Linked DNA regions of Mus musculus: region 1 is linked to region 2. A link is a contact called in public HiChIP or PLAC-seq data. All regions are on one chromosome and are shown on one strand. The core of a region is the stretch at or near the end of the contact, and the rest is flanking DNA. Distances in the headings are between cores, read along the strand shown.

Region 1 (5,873 bases), core at 2,414-4,913, 990 kb after region 2:
AAATTCTTGCTATATATAAATAACACCTTCACATCATAAATAAAATAAGTAATTTTCAGGTAACCAAAAAAAAAATGTAAAAATAAGTGGACAAGAAACAAAAGATTTAATTCCTAGTGCATCCTTTCCAGCACACTGAAAATAAACTACATTCAAGTGAAAAGGCATTTAATTTGCTATTTGGAATATCCTGGCTAAACATCAATTTTCTGTAACACCCTATGTATCTGACAGCACCTCATGTATAATGCAGAAAAGCATTTTCATTTTCATCTATTGACAGGGTATTTAATTTGCCACTGTAGCTCTTCCTAGATCTATCATGTTATTAATTCTGCAATCAAGCTCTTTTGAGTGCTTTTATTTAAACTAAGTATTTTCACAATTCCACACTGATTTTTATTATGATATACCTGTTCAATGCACCACCGTGAATATATTAAACTTTCCAACTGCATAGGGAAAGTTTCCCGAGATGAGGAGAGCCTTCGGCAAACTTTAGAGAGCCACAGTAGCTAACAGGTTACACGTCCGTTTATTACATTTAATATTTCCCCCAAAAGTACTGTGTTCAACTAGTAAAGCATCAGCCATTCCAAAATCATCTTTTCCAGTGCATGGTCGGTTTCTAGCCCAGATGATTAGCTGTGAAAAGGAAGTAGCCAAGGGTTGAGCCTCCCTCGGTCCATGCTAGTGTCTGAGTGCTATAGAGCTCTTGGTAGCCAAGACCTCTGAAAGCAATTCTGCTTTCTTTTCCATCAGGAAAACACTAAGCACTATAGCTCACTTCAGCACTGAATTAACATTTTTACAGTCATAAAACTAAAACAACCTCCTGAAAAATGACTGAAAGCGAGAGCTAAGCAAAGCAGATGAGCTCACGATATCTATCACCGGGGGTTGCACTAGTCCACTGTGATTTCACTACTGAAGATACATACACTGAGGAGGAATGGAACTGAGGAGAAAGAAAAGAAAAAAGATGAACCTGAGGAAATGCACAGCATGAAAGGAGGAGCCCAAAAGTAAAACAAAACAAAACAAAGCAAAACCAACAACAACAAAAAACAAACCAAACAAACAGAAAAATGAGAGGCCAAATCCACACAATCAATCAACCTAGGAAACCTGCGATGATCTAGCAGGTTACTGTCCCACACTGTAAAGTATTTCAATCAAATATGGCTCTGAACACAAATTCTAAAACACTAGTCCACATCTTGCATGTCGGCGTAGTAAATTTCTTATCCCAATTAGATTACTAAAGTATTTTAAATATCTGAAGAGACCGCACTTGTCCTCTTTACTTCATCCAAGGCCAACAAACAAAGCAACCAAGCAGAAAGAGGTACATAATGGATGCAGAAGTAAATGGTCCATTCTTTAAGAAACCACCCAGCCCCCTCCTCTGAATTCACACTAAACTAATTGTCATGACAATGATGTCTGCAAACTTCAGAGGAACCACATTTCCTTATGCCAACTGTCCAGGGTTCTAGCTCTAATTTTTAAGTTTTTGTGCTAGCAATTAGCATTCCAAAGCATGCAGAGAATTATCTCACCATTAGTCTAAATCACATACACAGTATATCAATTAATGGGAGGGAAAAACATGAACAACAATGGAAATACGCTTAAAGAAATTCCACAATGTATGCTAATGTAACACTCAGATCTTCATCATTTAAAAAAATTTTTTTTAAGACAACACACAGCACATGTAGATATTTGGTGTTTTTCCTTGGGAAATTAGTCAAACAATTTCTTTACCATTTCACCTACCTGGATAAAAATCTTTGGATTTAGACAGCTTGATAGTGGCTCCAGTTTCTTTTTGCAACTGAACAATTGTCTGTCCTCCCTTCCCAATTATAGATCCAGCAGCATAACTAGGTATGAGAACCTTTAGAAAGTACTGGCCGTCTTCTGAAAAATGTAAAGAAATACATTTGATTAACATGATCATTTTAAACTTTGAATCCCCAACCCACCCTCCAGAGAGAAAACATCAACTAAACCAATGGACGTAGAATTGCAGAAAACAGCACTTTAAAATGCTTAAGGAATGAAAACCACCAATTACACTGAAAAACAAGCATTTACAAAATCTTCCCCAGTTTTCGGGATTCACACGTTCTAACAATTTGCAGTACGATAGAGACTGGGGAGTAAATTCCAGTTGTTACTCCAAACATGAAAGTCTTCCAATTCTGTGGTTACCATGGCAAAATGAAAGAAACTGACCCTTTAACAAAACTTCAGAGATTTAGAACATGACAAACCTTCACTTAACATACTGAAGATGAAAAAAAATCCAACACTGTAAGTAGTGATCCGCTAAATTTGTCTGTCATAGCAAACATAAAAGACTGCAATTAATCACTGGCTATATCCGACTTTAAGTATACAAAACAACCATCTTCCTGCAAAATAGTCCACCCAAACTGTAGGGAGTATTCCAAGCCGTGAGAAACTGCCAAGGGGAAAAAAAGCGTCAATGTGGTGGACTGAGAATCTAAGTAATCCCGATGTATTTCCGCGGCACTTCTAAGTCTACTATGATCTCGGCTAAGCTCATTAATTAAAAGACCTTAAGAAGAATCTTGCCAATACTAAAAAGCTTACGAGTTATTTATTCTAAATACACTCCAAAGTCACCAAATAGATAACGCTCCATCTCCAAAAGAACCATAAAACGGAGACGGGGGCGGGGGGAGGTTCGATGAGCCGTGAAAAAAAAAAAAGAAAAATGAAATGTTTCAGAAAATAAAGCCAACTCCATAAACTTTAGTTTCCGTCAACCTGATCACGTCTTAAATAGGAAACTTCGCGGTAAATCCAGCTCTTTACTGGGAACGAGTATTCCGAATTTTTTGCGATGTGCCACTCACAAGACCCCCATCCATTTCTAATGTATATGCTGGAGATAAATTCACCTCTGCTTCGATGCATTGGATGCATTGTTAAGATGACTCCAGTGCAAATGAAGAAGCGATAGCGGTCCCGTTATAACTCATCTTCCGAGGAAGCGCAGGATGTTAACTAACAAGTCACCGTACCAGACACCCCCCTCGTATGCATACCCTTGAAGACAAATCAATGCGATATTTGTACCGACCATGTAAGTGCGCTCAGGGCATGCACTCATCAAGATTTTGCATACTACTTGTGGCCCAGAGCAAGGGGATGAACAGAGGCAAAAGTCTCCGGTGCCCCCAGCATCTGCAAGCCGCTACCCAAGTGCCATTTATTTATTTATTTGATCAGACTGTTAAATGCAGCGCGCATCTTCAGGCGGCCATCACCTCTCGCGGGGGGCGGCCCTGGGAGCGGACCCTGTCGCCGGGGCCAGCACCGGCTGGGGCGAGCGGGTCGGCTCAGAACCCCGGGTCGCCATCTTGATGAGACGGGGCCGGGGCAGGTGCAGGGGAGGGGGCGCGGGACGGCCGGCGGCAGCGGCCACGGCGCGGGAGGGCGGCGGGGACGGGGCGGGAGGCGGAAGCGATACCCACCGCCCGTGTTGGTCCTCTTGGTGCTGCCGGCTTCAGGGGGCGCTTCAAGCGGCCTTTTCCGCGAGTCCGGCGGGTCCAGATCTATGGGAACCCCCGTATGGGTCCCGTTCTGCTGAATGGGAGCTGCCGCCATCATGCTTGCAGTTCCTGCCGCTGCACCGGGAGAAGCGGCTCCCTTTTGTTTTGGCTTTTTTTTTTTTTTTTCTCGTTTGGGGTTGCTAAGGTTTTTTTTTTTTTTTTCTTTTTTTTTTTTTTTTTTTCTTTAATCGGATCAATAGCAGTCTGAGGCGGCGAGCAGTGTGGCTGATGTGCTCACTGGGGAGGGGGCAGGGCGCGGAGCAGCTGCAGTGCAGTGTCGGCTAGGAGCGGGAATGGAGGGGGTGTGGGAGCCGGAGGGTGAAGAAGGAGAAGAAAGCGGCGGGCAGAGCGGGAGTGAATGAGCGGAGGAGGCGCGGGCGGCCGGGAGGAGGGCGAGTGAATGAGCGGGAGGAGGAGCGGCCGCGGGCGGCCGGAGCGGCGGACCCGGCTAACGCGGCGCTCGCTCCCGCTGCTGCCGCCGCCGCCGCTGCCTGGGCGCGTGTGCCGCCTGCGCTGCTCCGCGCCGCTGCCGCCCGCCCGCGCTCATCGTGTCTCCCGCGCGTGGGGGGCGGCGGGCGGGGGCCGCGAGGGGCCGCGACTCCCACACGCGCCGCGCGGGGCCGGCCTCCGCGCCGGAGTCTCCGCCTGCGGGGCGGCGGGCGCGCGCGGGCTTGGCGGGGGCGCGCGGGCTTGGCGGGGGCGCGGAGCGGGCCGGGGCGCTCCCGCGGGGAGGCGGGGTGAAAGGTCGCGGGGCCCAGGCAACGCCGCTCAGGCAAACGTCAGCGGCTTGCCGCGGAAACCCAGGGGTCCACAAAACGCGCTAGGCGGGGAGGCGGAGCCGTGCGGGGAGTGACGGCAGCAGCAGCCAATGACAGCCGAGCGAGGGAGCCGGGCGGGATCCTGGTCCAGCTGGGACTTGGTGGTGACAGTTTGGGCTAGTCCGGGAAGGGCGTCTGAGTGACCGCGGGGAGGGGTGGACGGCTCAGGCAGGAGACCAGAAACCCAGCTGGGACCCGGAGAGTTCGGCAAAAGGCATTCATTAGCATCTCTGGGAGGCGGTTTTCTAAAGGAGATGTCATCAGAGGATTTCTTTCTCGCACCGTGTGACACTGTCGGGGACTTACTGTGTCTTGGCGCCTTATGTGCTTTCGGGAGCAAGCCAGGATATAAATAAATAAAGCGATATGTGGTCTCCACAGGGACCCGGGAGGCAAACTGAAGAGGCAACAGCTGAGGGTGTACGCAGCTTCACACACTGCACGAAACACAGATGAAGGCATCTGGGCACCCACGACTTACATAGCTTCGGGCGGTTTCAGGATCCTGATCCTCAGCCCTTCCACACTGGAGGGGGCGGGAGGGGGATGCGGGAAGTGTGGCTAAGCTAGCATTATAAAAGACCCTAGAGGTTATCTAGTCCAGTCCTTCTGTAGATAAGGAAAGTGACTCAGGGTATTTTGTTCAAGGTCATGCATCAAGTTAGTATTTTAAGTCCTGATGCTAGGAATCCGGGTTAGTGGAAAAGCCAAAGTCTGAAAAACTGATTTCAAACCCAATCAAGCTGTTCTGACAGTGTGTCATGGAAAAAGCCCTTATGTCAGTCATTAAATGTTTACCACTTTACATACTATCCATTGCATTCGGTACAGTCTATAGTAGTACTGTCCCATCTTGCGACGCTGTATCATTTTGAAGAGACTATTTATCCAAACTCACCTAAAAATAATAACCAGTAAACTACTAATTCAATCCCCGAATCTTTCAGACTGGGCACTATGTCATTCTGAACGCCGACTGCAGAAATTTAGAGACAGGTTCTTTTCTGCTTAAAACAAGGATTGCAACTTGTTGGACTCTCTAGACTCACGCGATCCATAGACGTCATATTTACGGTAAATGTTCTTAGACATACAAAGGCGGGCACGTATTCACCAGGTTTCTAGAATGAAAACGTTCTTTATACTCCCTACCGGAGAACATCACTTAAAAGATGGCTAAGCTAACAATAAAGGGACTCCAGTGTGATTATGTGGGCTTCTAACAAAGAATGTGCTGCATCTGGTTCAAAGAGAGGGAGAAAAATCGATCAGATAGATTGAAAGAAGGAATGGAAAAGAATCTAAACCTTTTCCTGACTCCCTGTCTAGGAAGCATGGGGATTTTGGTTGCTTTCTGCAGCGGTGAACGGCGGATGACTATTAAGGAGGAAGACAACAATGATTAGGGTTAGGCTCAGGGTTCTTCCCAAGTGTGAAAGACTCATTTGTCTCAACTGAAAAATAG
Region 2 (6,066 bases), core at 1,459-3,958:
TCATGGCCTAGCACCCGGGAGCATCTGATTTTTATTGGAAGGAACAGGAAGACTAGAGCCAACAGCTAAGGGTGAAAAGCAAGGCGGCATTCTGCTGTGAAGAATGACAGAGCAGAACAAGGGGCTGGGAGGGCCACATGCTCATCTCTGAAGAGTTTATGACTCTGAACATTCTCCATTCTATATTTCCAGATAGGTGAGAGCCATATGCACCTGTTGTTTGTGCATGTGTAGTTCAAAAGAGCTTGAAAATTCTTGACATTAATTCATTGCATAAAATAATGGGTTTTGTTATGATTTTCCTATTGAATTATTAGGGAGGGCACAAATAAAACAAAATGAGCATGCAAAGTTACCACAATTTTTCCTATGCAAATATAAGAGAGATACATTGAAGAAATGCAATCTCAATAATAAAACTAATTCACCCTGAAGACTATTCAAGATAAATGGGTATTTCATGTGGGGTGATATCTTCATCTGAATATTTGGTAATAAAACAACATGTAAAATAGAACTCTCAGTTCTTTCAAAAATAAACATAAATATGGTTGTTGTTTATGCACGTGTTTATGAAGGTCTGTACTTGACAGCAATCCCAGAGTGCTACCAATGTGAAAGAAAAATTCTTATTCAGGATTCCTGGGTCCCAAGGATATTTGGGAACACTTGCAGAATAGCTACATGTTGTCACTCAGCACCATTCTCGCCTATGCCTTTTCCACTTGGGACTATAGCAGGCAACTTGTACACATGGCTGTTGAATGTATATAAAGCAGAGAAAATTAAAAGTTGGTCTTCTGTTAGAAAATCAATGCCTGGGCATCAGCTCTAGAAGACTGATTACTTCCTGTGGGGAGGTTTTTGTGCTGCGTGATTTAAACAACTTAAAGAGGTGAGAATGAGACAAGAGAACATTTTCACCTGCGTTTTGCCTTAAATTTTCTTATACCAATAAATTTTCTTCCTAATCTTTTTGTTCCTTAATCTTCTGATTAAAGTTGTTTCTTAAAATTAGGCTTAAAGGCTTTAACTATTCAGAAAAAAAAAAAAAAAACCTCAAGATTTTGAAATTCTTTTAGTGATCTGAGTTTCACCAAAAGAAAGGAGGCACCACCGGAAATAGGGTAACTGGTTGAGGTGATTAGAAAAGCCAGAGGGTTATCTTTCAAAAACTGCAGTTGTCAAATGGAGATTGGTCCTCAAGATAATTCAGGGTTCTTTTCTTTGTGGTACTTTGTTCTGTGCTTCAAAAGGAATCTTTGCATTTGGGGACAAAAATGGCATTAATTGAGTGTCACAGTGTGTCTTATCCAATCCTCAGGAAAGTTTTTATCTTTGGAATAAGAGTTAGGGTATGTGGGGGTCATATGTGAGGAGAGTGTAGGGCACATGCGTCGTGAGATGCCAGGCACTGATAGGCACTGCAGTGCTCTATAAGCTAAAATAAACTTCAAGACAGACTTAAATCTAATCGGTGACTTTAAAAGGTAATTTTGCAGTTGAAACCTGTTTTCAGAAATCTGGAGGCATAGAGTAAATGCCCTTCCAATGTCATTACACTTGAGTTCTGTTTTCTCTCTTTTGAAACTTATATTCTGAAACACAGGGGCATGTCTAGGATATACTTGTTTTAAGGCATAGAAACATACAATAAGCACACTTTGTTTTATGAGTGTGCTGTGGTGAGCTTTCAGACCAGTGATTCAGAAAGACATTTCAGTTGAGCTGTCTGAACTCACAAACTGGTTCTTTGAATATACATCACTAAGTTTTACCTAAACTCGCCCCCTCTCATGGATGTTACCTAAGCTTATTGTGTAACCACTGCCCTTGGTTTATGAAAGGACATGTCTGTCTTTGCTCTTGATCATGCCATCTGCCCACAGAAGGGAAATTTCCAGGCCAGTAATTCTGTTTTGCAACATTCACAGTTTTGCTAACCCCATAATGTAGCAGGAAGAGAGCTATTGTATAACATACAGATTACTGTCTGCAAGTCTGTTGGGGGTTGAGCTGTCCACAGGGGGTCCTTTTAGAGAAGCTGAAATTGGATATTTTCAAGGTAGAGGCACACTCCGGAGGACTCAGGAATCCCTGACTAAGGGCACTGAAGATCCTGTGCGAGCATCACATTCATGTCCTACAAGGAACTGATACAGAAATACCCTTCTTGTCTGCCATAGCATTGACCCTGTGCTAAACTGACTTCCAATGAGAGCTAAGGGCATTTTCCAGACAGAGAATGAAGAAATCCTTCTAAATTCCACCGCTGTGGCTTCAACCCCGCTCCAAATAAATAGCTCTGCTCCAATCATGTCGGAGGAAGGTAGTCGACATCTTTCTCTCTCTCTCCTCCGCACTGGGGATTTTCTAGTAAGTCATAATTCAATCCTTCATTAGAGGGAAGAAAAAATGTAAATTAAAAAATATCTCAGCCAAGCCATTCCCAGCAGCAATAACGGAAATCTCTGCTGGCTGAAGAAGAGGCCGCCAGACTACTATCAGAGCCTCTCTGTTTGCTATCAGTTTAGACCACAATTAATTTAAAATTTCTACTTCCAAAGTAAAGTGAGGGAATACAATAATCCCAATTTACTTTTTTAATAAAAAGCTTAAGTGGAAAGAGTCCACCGGGGATACTCAGCCCGGGCCAAGGTAATTCAAATCAGGGGGAGAGGCTCCATTTAAAATGCACAGTCACAGGGCAGCCGGTGTCTCTTCCCAGAATACTTCCTCTGGGCTTAAGCTGATTCTTTTATCTCTCCCCACCCCCTCTTCTGTTTTTTATTTTTTTAAGTGAAGTTGGACTTGCAAACACTAGCGGTAATTGCCTTAAAGAAAAAGCAATTCCAAAGAACCAGGAAGCTGTTTTCAAAGAATCCCCTTCAAAAGCTGGAGGCAACAAAAGGATGAAGATCCTGAAACAGATTGCACCCAGCATACAAAACATTCATCCAGAAACTGGGATCTCCCTGAACAAATGTGTTGAATCTTGTGCACAGGAGAAAGGATGGAGATTTGGATATGCAGACAAATGAGGAAGGAGTCTGTTGTTTATGATGCCAGATGATCTGATTAAGGCCAAAGGAAGCTACAGATCACAGAGGGTCACAGATGCCCTGGTTAAGATAATCTAGAATTTCTGGTTTAAGTGATAAGATAAAAACAGCAGAACCATTTTTACTTCACCAGAACTAGTGTTACAGACCCATTACACAAGGCTGTTCTTGGAACACAGGATTGGCAGAGCCAATGAAACTTGGTACAGGATGCAAGCGCTACAGAAGAAACACTCTGCCTGTCAGCATCCTAAGGCCAACTAGAATGGATAGAATCCTTATGGAGTCCATCTGCAGACAATGCCAATCACATCTCTTATCTCCATGACAACACAGATTTCTGTTTTGCTTTCATTTTTTTTTTTTACCTAGTTGCAGACCTCCACATTCTGTCATTGTATATGATCATGTGCCAATGTCTCCAACAGATCCACCTGTGACGCCTTTGTCACACACATTCCATTCCTCTATTACTGTATCAGCATGAAATAATGACTTTCAAATTAAGTTTTGTCTCCTCTCTTTTCTAAAACTCGGGAGTTACATAACCAAGTGTCTGTCAAAAATCCCCTGAAGTTCCTAAAGGCATCTGAAATCAAATACCATACTCATTATTAAATTCATGCTTTTGGGCCTTGCCTTCTTTATTTTTATTTATTTATACTTTTTTATCCCTCCGACTTTCCTTGTAACAGTAAACTCCAATGTGATATACATGCACGGGAGCTTTTGGCTGGGTGAGGACTTGAGGGTGGAGCTCTCACTGCAATAGAGAAGACACAAAATAAGAGTACACAGGAAGTGAGCAGTTCTCTACAAGAGCCAGGAGCTAAGAAGGACACCCATCTTGATGGCATCCTTAACTTCTTAGAGTTTAGATCAACAAGAACTCAGTGTGTGCCACAGACGAAATCATTCAATCTGAGTTTTGTTCGGGTAGCTCAAGTGAGCCAGTTCCCAGTGTATCCAGTCAAAACAAGACAAAGACCAAGCACAGATTTCTGACCTTTCTTCTCACTTGACTTGCAAATTTTATTACTTTCTACATTTGCATTGAATGTCCCTTTATCTAACTTTTTAACATGCCCTCATTTTTTTTTTTCCCCTCTGCCACTCATCTAATTTGGATCTTAGTCTATACTATCTGGATCGTTTTAATAGCCTCAAAAATGACCTCTGTATCTCCAGGCTCTCTTCATTTGCACCACACCCCCACTTTTGAAACCTTTGTAGTGATAAATCACCAATCCTTACACAATGTTAATTTAACTGTGCTGAGAACTTGCTTAAAAAATCCTTCAATGACCTTTCACTAATTTTAGGAAATTAAGAGGAGTAATGATTCCATATTAAGACTTATTTTACTGTTTGACCTTTGTCATTTACTGTCATGCTGTGCTGTGCTGTGCCTCACTTGTATTTCCCTAGACATAGTGCAGTTCTTCTTATTTTGCTGACCACCTCTATTGCTCCCTCTACTTGAAAGGTTACACACTCCAAATTAGCTTAGCAAATTTCTATTTTTCTTTCAAAATGGAGTTCAAATGTTACCTTGTTTGTAAAGCACTTTTAACCCTTTCTTTTTGCTTTCTTTAATATTTTGAAATTATTAAAGATGAGCAGGTAAATAAATTATTTGTTAAGTGGTAGAACTGTGTCAAAGATTAAAACCTTTAAAAATAATTTTACCTTGTTCAAATTTCCAGAATAAAGTTAATACTAATATCTAACCCTTTAATAAGTGCATAATCTCAGTGGTAATGTATTAAAATTGATTTCTAGTCCTTTAACTGAATTAAATAGTCTTCAGGTTTTTTTTTTAATCTGTTGATTAGAAGAAGCAGAGTAAAAAATATTTGGGGGGTGCACTCATATTGAAACATTTCAATCATCAGGCAGGTATTCTTTTGGTATCATCTCAAACAATTATTTGCCTAACTGTTACTGTCCACATTGTCCTACAGATGTGCAGAGAGTCACATGGGGCAACATTAGATATAAAATATACACATTTACAAGAGTACAAGAACCTGTAACTTGTTTGTGTTTCCACAATTTGTTCAGGGGCCCAGGTCACATTGACTATTGTCTACAAAATAAGCTTTTCCAACACTCTGTGCATATCAACACACAATATCACTACCATAATGGTTTTTGTTTTGTGCTAATAAGGAAGATGAATGGTAAAAACATCTGAATTATCCAGAATCTGATCAAGGGATTTTGAGTGTGTCTTTTAAAATAATCTTTTCTATGAACAAAGCCTTGGTAAGAGACCTTTGAAATATACTGATATTAGTATTTCAGAGTAGGCCCTAGCATTATATAAGTCTAAGTAAACTAGATTTGGCTGTATCCTGATGTGTGATGACTATTCCATTTACCTTTCATGTCAAGGGTCTGTGGATAAGGTTATTTCACCAGAAAGAAGTAGACATAAATTATTTCTTTGAAACTACTTGGGAAAGATTATTACAGTAGTAGAATAGAAGGCTTGCCTGGATAAGAACATCTCTTCTATCTGACTTTTGGGACACAGACCATCAATACAAGATGCTCCAGCCTTTTGGAGTTTCAGGGAAGCTAGAGTCAACCAACAGAAGAGAGATTGAGTCACTGGCCTTATGAAAATAAATAATTTTCTGGTAGTTCCTTTGTCGTGTCTTTAGCTTTACAAATAAACACACAGCAAGAAAACAAATATCTTCCTCTAAGTTCTCCTCAATGTTCCTCTGCATTGTTTCAGAGTCCAACCTTATCAGTTCAAAGCAGGATACACAGAGGAGACATTTGCAGTGTGTCAATTCAGGGTGGCCAGTGTAGGTAATTTTGGTTATCTACTTGACTGTTCAGGAGACCTTCAAGGATGGAGGTTTTGGGTCTGTCTATGACTACATTTCCAGCAATGACTATGTTAGGAGGGCTTTGACATAAGCAGTGAAACAATAACTTAATTTCCTAAAATGCTTACAATCTTTGAAGGTAGAAAAAGGTAGAGACTTGA

Evidence for each region. HiChIP or PLAC-seq counts read pairs in DNA pulled down with a chosen protein or histone mark.
Region 1: a contact with region 2 is called in an H3K4me3 HiChIP or PLAC-seq map of embryonic stem cells, with 3 times the contacts expected there. The contact joins the promoter of Nova1 here to the enhancer-like site in region 2. A contact is called at or near these places in 1 of 39 promoter capture datasets (hippocampal neurons), 1 of 484 Hi-C or Micro-C datasets (the N1E-115 cell line) and 8 of 115 datasets of contacts at active chromatin or transcription factors (astrocytes, differentiating embryonic stem cells, embryonic hindbrain and 4 more).

Annotation. Positions count from the first base shown.
Region 1 is chr12:46,815,104-46,820,976 of GRCm38.p6, forward strand. It overlaps Nova1 (NOVA alternative splicing regulator 1), which reads right to left and starts at 3,664. Exons shown (of 5, transcript NM_021361.2): 1 at 3,513-3,664; 2 at 1,783-1,926. The coding sequence starts at 3,648.
Region 2 is chr12:45,830,788-45,836,853 of GRCm38.p6, forward strand. No RefSeq gene overlaps it. Among named protein-coding and RNA genes, the nearest start is that of Gm33811, 140 kb to the right of the region's middle. Within about 2 kb of position 2,709, at least 16 of the 459 cell types and tissues checked have an H3K27ac peak or open chromatin away from gene starts, as enhancers often do. A contact at or near this core is called in the N1E-115 cell line and embryonic stem cells, where this site is marked.